2 separate regions of the Mus musculus genome follow, and region 2 is linked to region 1. The links are chromatin contacts, called in public Hi-C maps. All regions are on one chromosome and are shown on one strand. Each heading gives the region's core, a stretch centred on a gene start, on an enhancer-like site or on the middle of the called end of the contact. The rest is flanking DNA. Distances are from core to core; before and after follow the strand shown. Region 1 has its middle 18 kb from the start of Gm26685. Region 2 has its middle 93 kb from the start of Dpt.

The links. Hi-C and Micro-C count contacts between places; a contact is called where the count stands out from the background.
Region 2: a Hi-C map of liver shows a contact between it and region 1, with 3 times the contacts expected there. The contact joins two enhancer-like sites. A contact is called at or near these places in 5 of 484 Hi-C or Micro-C datasets (all in liver) and 3 of 115 datasets of contacts at active chromatin or transcription factors (liver and pancreatic cancer cells).

What each region holds. Positions count from the first base shown.
Region 1 is chr1:164,519,181-164,522,743 of GRCm38.p6, forward strand. No RefSeq gene overlaps it. Among named protein-coding and RNA genes, the nearest start is that of Gm26685, 18 kb to the left of the region's middle. Within about 2 kb of position 2,006, at least 18 of the 459 cell types and tissues checked have an H3K27ac peak or open chromatin away from gene starts, as enhancers often do. A contact at or near this core is called in liver, where this site is marked.
Region 2 is chr1:164,702,374-164,705,936 of GRCm38.p6, forward strand. No RefSeq gene overlaps it. Among named protein-coding and RNA genes, the nearest start is that of Dpt, 93 kb to the right of the region's middle. Within about 2 kb of position 1,833, at least 69 of the 459 cell types and tissues checked have an H3K27ac peak or open chromatin away from gene starts, as enhancers often do. A contact at or near this core is called in liver, where this site is marked.

The DNA.
Region 1 (3,563 bases), core at 756-3,255:
TTAGAGTGTTACAGAGGGTAGAGCTGGAGAAGTGACACCAGCCCTTTGGAGGAGCCCAGAAGATCATGTGTGGATCCCAGACATTGAAGTCAGAAGCTGTAATATTGAAGTTGCCTTGGAGATCCCAAGATTTTCAAGATGCCAGAGCCATAGGATATCTCTTGAGGAATGCTACTAACAGGGGATGGAACCAGCCCAGGAAAAGAAGTTTATTGCAGTCAATAAAGATGAAGAAGGAATTGGAGATCTGAAAACTGCTTTAACATTAGACATGGAGATGCAGAGTTTGGAGTTTGCCCACCTGGTTTCCTGTCTTGATTCAGGGATTACAGTTAAGTGATTGGACAGATCTCAGAAGATACTTTGAACTTTGGACTTTTAACATTTTTGTTACTGCTGTAGACTATGGGGACTTTGGAAATTCGACTAAATGTAATTTTTTATTATGCTATGGCTACATATGGCTCCCATAGACTCATGTATTTAAACAAACCTATGAGGGTCAGGGAGTGGAATGTCATGGTTTAACTATTCAAGCAAGGCCCAGGGAATGGCACTATTTGGAGGTATGGCCTTGTTAGAGAAGGTGTGTCACTGTGGGTGTGGGCTTTAAGATCCTCATCCTAACTGCCTGGAAGTCAGTATTCTGCTAGCAGCCTTCAGATGAAGATATAGAACTCCCAGCTCCTCCTGCACCATGCCTGCCTGGATGCTACCATGTTCTTGGCTTGACGGTAATAGACTGACCCCCTGAACCTGTAAGCCAGCCCCAATTAAATGTTGTCCTTGTAAGACTTGCCTTGGCCATGGTGTCTGTTCACAGCAGTAAAACCCAAACTAAGACAGTCAGTAAGAAAGTAAAGCAGAGTGTCTGGACACTAAAGCAGACATGGCGCTTCAGCTCTGCCCAGTCAGTGGGCATTCTGAATTTGTCAGGTTCAGGGAAACCAGACTCTATAGCCCAAGTCAGTCACAGGAGAGGTGCCCTCTTGGCTGCAGTCTGGGATGGTTGGTGGAAAGCCTTGGTTAGTTCTAGGAGGCCACTCCATAGTCAGAAGTTTGAAGCCACAACTGTCAGTAATTCTACTGTGGTTGTCTAGTCAATGGTCATTCTACCCTGGGAGATTTTCCCATCTTTTCATGCTGTCCCCCCAAATTCCCTTTGTCACCTGACAGACTGAACTTCCTTTCCTCTTAGAAACTGCCTGCCCATAAAGATTTTTCTGTTTGATATAAGATTACAATCACATACAGGGTATATATTTTGGATACTGTTTCCTTATGTTGCTGCCTCTTACCTTTAAAGGTTTTATTGCATCTTATAACTTGTATCATTTGTATTGCATGATTTGCTTAGTTCCATGCTGAAAGGCTTTTATGTTGTTATCAAAAGATGCTATAAACACTGTTGTCACAAATATCATAATATGTTAAATGTTGGTTCAGATTTATTTTATTTTTTTGTGTGTCTGAGTGTATGGGTTTATAGCATGTGCCTACAGTTGCCTGTAGAGGCCAGAACAGGGTGTTTGATCCCCTGGGGCTAGAGTTATCTGTGGTTGTGAGCCTTTTAATGTGGGTGCTAGGAACTGAACCTAGCTCCTCTGCAAGATCTGTATGCTCTCTTAGCTACTCTATGGCCTTTCCAGCTCCCTAAAATAGTACTTTCATGCCATATTTCTCCCAGGAGATATGGGGAATCGGATATAGTTCTTGAGTTAGAATGCATATAAATTATAGGTTATTTGTATTTATGACTTTTATGAGAGTCCCAGACTAGTACTGGGTATTATAAATATTTAGATAGAACTTATTCTGCTTGCATGTGTTAGGTAAATACATAGTTATGGAGGAATTGAAATATAAATAGACAATAGACAAAGTGCTAATGCTCCCCTTTCCAGTCATATGTTGAAATTTAACCCATATCCTGATGGTATTTGGAACTAGGCCTTTGGGAGATGATCAGTTCTTGAGAGTGGAGTTCTTGTAGGTCGATAAGTTCCTGAGTAAAGAGAGCTCAGAGATTTCCTCATCGCATCTACTATTCAGACATGGTAAGATGACCACCTATGAGCTAGGCTGCTGCCAGACACCAAAAAGAGCCAGAGCCTTGATCTCAGACTTGCTGGCCCGCAAACTGGGAAATAACTTTATCATGATTATGGGCCTCCCAGGCTAATCTGTCACAAGAGCCTGATCTGACACAGCTCCTTTTTCCTCTTTCTTTAGGGAGAGAACTTTCTAGGTTTGTGACATTCAAGAAAAACCACCCGAGTCCCAGTTTCCTTCTTTGAAAAAAATAGGATTAAGAAATTCTACCTCACCAAGTTGCTTAAAGATTAAATCACAAAGTAAATAAAGAATTCTGCCCAGTGTTTGACGATGCCTAGCAATTGGCAGGAACCTGGTCTTTGTGTTCTCTGTAGAGCTGAGTACACATGGCATTGCAATGAAGGCCAAGCAAGGAAGTTGAACACACACAGACAAGCAGAACATCTTTGGGTTGTTGAGCACGCCTTACTGCTTCCGTGCTTACCATCACAACAGAGTCAGTAGGGTTAGCTCCCTATTTTACACCAAGTTTCCAAGTTAGATAGCAGTAGATTTTGGAACTGTGAACTTGGGATCGGGAGCAGTCTATCTCTTAGAAACCAGTCTGTGCAATAAGCTGTCACCTCTTGTTTATGTTGTGCAATAAGCTGTCACCTCTTGTTTATGTTGGGTTGATATGTTTCCATCATGGTCGCCATCTTGCCAAGGCCCATCTACTTCAGAAGGCTTTTACCATGCCTTCCCTGGGTATCAGGGCACATTTATAAGCACCACATGCTGAAGTTCAACAAAAATTACCATAATTAACAAGACCAGCCAGAGGAAAACAATAAGCATGTTTTCTCTAACAAGTACAAAAATTATGGTTATTGATTTTTAAAAATCAATGCATATTTGATACATAGATATTTTAGGAAGCCCTACACCTGAAACCAAGACTTGCATGAATCTCTAATGAATAAAATTTTGTACAAGGCCTTTATCAGTTTGCTTTACAAAATTTTGGGCTGGTGTGTTTTCAGGTATGTGACAGGGTATTTTGAAATAAGTGAAAATCTGCATTGTCTTTACTTTAGATGATCCTTATCAACATGCCAGCAGGGAAGACTGTAGGAAGAACTAAGCACTTTAATTTTGAATAGAAACCCACTGCCTAACCCCAGAAGATATGGATAATTTTAAGTCTAAGGAGCTACTTTCTTGTAGGTAGGGGTGATAGACTTAATTTGCATCATAGTTGACAAGTGACTGTTGAGGCTGCTAGTCTAGGGCAGCAGGATCAAGCTTTTGCTGTGCTGCTGCTGGGACAATCTGGGATAGTCAGTCCTTCAGGCCTCCTCTCAGATTTTCCAGACACCTGCTACCTCCTCTCCAGCCAGGGGCTCTTCTAGTGATTCTATGAACAGCCAGGACCACAGACCTACAGTGGAATGGAAAATGCTGGTTGTGTTGTCTGACCTTGGTCTGTCCCTTCTATTTAGTACAACACCTCATGCAAATGCCAGACC
Region 2 (3,563 bases), core at 583-3,082, 180 kb after region 1:
ATAGACTGATTTAGAGGTGTAAGCCAAATAGCTCCTCTTCTCTCCACTCTCCAAGTTTCTTTAAGTCAGAATGTTGCAGCCTAGCAACAGAAAAACAAGTGATGATAATTCTTTCTACAAAGAAATTTCACATGTCATTAGTTGCTCTTAACATGCACAAGTCTGAAATACAACGTTCTTCCAAAGCCATAAGGAAGGAAATGACTTTCAGAAGAGGTAAGTGACCGTTCAAAGTCACATAGCTCTTTTAGTGGCAAGCCAGTAGTTAGTCTCTTTTTCAGCCATGTACTGGAACTCAGTGACTGATTGAGGAGTGGCAGTAAGTAGGATACTGAAGCCAGATGCCCCAGGTAAAAGCTTTTCTAGGATTCTAACTGAAGAAACTATTCTGAAGGGCATCCTACCCATCCATAGTTCTCTGAAGATTTCGCAAAGGACTGATGGAGTCTGCTAAGTCTCACCTTCAAGTGTGAATTCCGACATGTTTTATATTCATCAAATGTAATGAATAACTATCAACTAACATGAACTATAATAAGAGGAATATAATTAATAAAAACATCTTTGAAAATGTAGGTGCTATCTAAAAGTAAGCACGGCCTTTGCTATATTTCATATCAACGACAGCATAGTAACCAATAGCTTGAGGCTTCAGTTACCGTGGACATCTGACATCTGTCCATGGGCCTCCTGGGTAAATCCTAAAGGAGCTGCCTGGCATTGAATGCATTTATTTTTCTAACTAGAGAAGCTACTAACACATATAACCCTGAAGATCAACATATCAGTATCTCAGCTCCACCTCCAGTGTTGACTGCCAATCCGCTCTGAGGTTTTCATGAAATAATTTATGCATGTCAGGACCACACTTTATGATCACCCAGAGGTTTATATTTCATGAAACACTGTCTACTTTGAGCCTACTAAGAGTCCTCGCAAAATGCTGATCACAGCCTCATGCTATAGCGGTCAGGTAAGTTAGGGAGTCAAGTCTTGGTCTTACAAGAGTCAGTTTAATGAAAAAGATAAAAATTATACATGTACCTGAGCTTGTGAGTACTCATACACCTCTGTATATGGCACACACACACACACACACACACACACACACACACACACACACTTCTATGATAGAAAAAAAAGCAGCTAATGTATATTTTATATGGGAGAGTATCAGAAAACATATTGGTATTAAACTGAGAGAAGCAGTACAGACTCAAAGGTAGACCATCTAAAAGGACTTTAACTTGTATCCTTTGGTTCTAAGTTCAAGTGTTTTCTCTCACCCTTTGCTGCATGTTTTACTGTTTGCCCATTCAAAGCAGGCATGGCTAGTGTAATGTTTAACTATAGACAAATGACTTTCCCCTGTTCCAAAGGCATTTAGTAGGGGTGACAGAGACACGTGATTGCCTGAATAGCTCTAAAGTTCAAGGAACCTCCAGCTCCTGTAACAATAACCTTATGTTCCCAGGATAAACAGCTAGGGAGAGGAAGATAGCTTTCCCCACGTGTCTGGAAGTTCCTAGCTTTTCTGAACCCCACTGTGGTAAAGTCGCCAGTATTTCCTGATCCTTGTACTAGGCCTGTTCTTCAATTACCCATCAGTACTGTCTCACAACGATACCAATCAGGTCCTAGGTGATTCTGGTCTGAGCACATTACAAGGATGTGATGTATAAGTTGTAATTGTTCCAAGTGGCTCAATGTAGGTAAATGTTAGTCCATTTAGGTACAGACTTTACAAAAACTGCAGTCCCCTAACTCATAAAGATGACCTCTAACTCATAACTGAAGTGTTCCGCTGCCCAAGAATGGAGACGACCTGGTTGTCAGTGGAGATTTAGGAACTGGCTGTTCCATTCATTGTGGAGCAAAGGTGGGTGATTCTAACTCACCTGCTCCCTGATTGATTGCCCGGCTGCTGACGATTGGCTGTTTGGGTTGGGACGAAGCAGTGACCATTTTGTTTTTGTAAGCCAAAAAAAAAAAAAAAAAAAAAAACAAAAACAAAAAAACAAAACAAAAAAAAATCAACCAAAACAAAACCCACAAAACAAGCAAACAACGCATGGCACCTCTTCATGAGGTGTTTGCCTCTGTTGGTTCTGTGTCTTCTCAGCCCTGTAGCAGGAAGGAAGCAGCCTGTTAGGGTTGGTGACTTACACAGAGCCATTCTCTGGTTTCCCTTTTCTTCTGGATGCCACAGTGATAGGTAGGGGGCACACTGCAGGGGCTAGCACTGCCTGCCAGAGAAAGGGAAGCATCACGAAGTCAATGCGGGTCTAGGAACTAGGACAAAGCTTGACCTTGAACATACCCTGTTTGCTTCATCTGAGAAACACAAGTATTCAGAGGACAAGAGCCGTGAGGCCTTCCAAAGTGGCCACTCGAACGAACAACTCCAAGACCAAGAGGGAAAGGGACAAGTTGAGCGCCAGCAAGCAGTTTTTGCTAGGCATACCCAGAATGAGCCTGTTTATTCCTGGGCCTTTACATTGCCATGGCAACCAACATGGCCATGCGCTGCGTGTATTGTGTTTACTACCCTTTACAGGGCTCAGCACAGTGCTGCCGACACATAACAGAAAATCAATGAACACTGTCGAATGACCTTTGTAGCTATCTATTTATGGTGAAATCTCATTAAACCACTTCTTTCTCTACAGACAAAAGGAAAAAAAAATCAACTCAGCCTTGACACTTGGGTAAATAAGGAAAAGAGGTGCGTACAGGCAAAAGGACGAATCAAAATCTTAAGAACTTTTGAAAGGTGTGCATATGTTTATTTCTCTCTGTTATGCTATAGTTTACCTTTCTGTTATTTCTACATTTCTTTTGCTTGTCCGTCTTTCTCTCCTTTGATGAGAGACAAGTACTCATTATGTCGTTGAAGTTACCCGAGGACTTGCTATGTAGCCTAGGCTGACCCTAATTCAAAACTTCCCCATTTTAATGTCTCTAGTGCTGGAATGAAAAGCACGTATCTCTGTGCTCAGCTCTATTTAACTTTCTATAATTAAAATGTGTGCTGACTTTTATAGTGAAAAAAAAAAAAACCCGTAGCAAACGTTCCAAAAATATAAAATCCTCTTTAAAAAAATCATCTGTCTTCTGGAGCAATAGCAACTATCTACTGATTCTGTAATGTCTGGTCGAAAGGTGGCTAGGGGTAGACTTATGTGCATGGGTCTAAAAGAGAGGTTACATCATTCTATAACAGGCAGAGGATGTATTTAATACATTTTCCCAGTATAAAAACATGATGCAGTTCTAACATGAACAGGTACAGGAGTGATTTTTCCATCTGATTAATTCTGTAGCCTTATATCTCTATCTGGGCTCATCTCCTTACATCCTGCGTGACTTAGCTTTGTTTTCTGTTACTATAACTGAGTATTCCTGGTTGAGTGACTTATAAAGCACAGAAGTTTCTTTGGCTTTGGTTCCAAGGTCTAGGAATCCAGAATGGTCATTTGAGTATCACCACATGGTCAAGGGCAGCAGGTAAAATAGAGCCAGGGTCCTCGAGGGTCTCTTTCTCCTCCTGGTGAAAAGAGGAA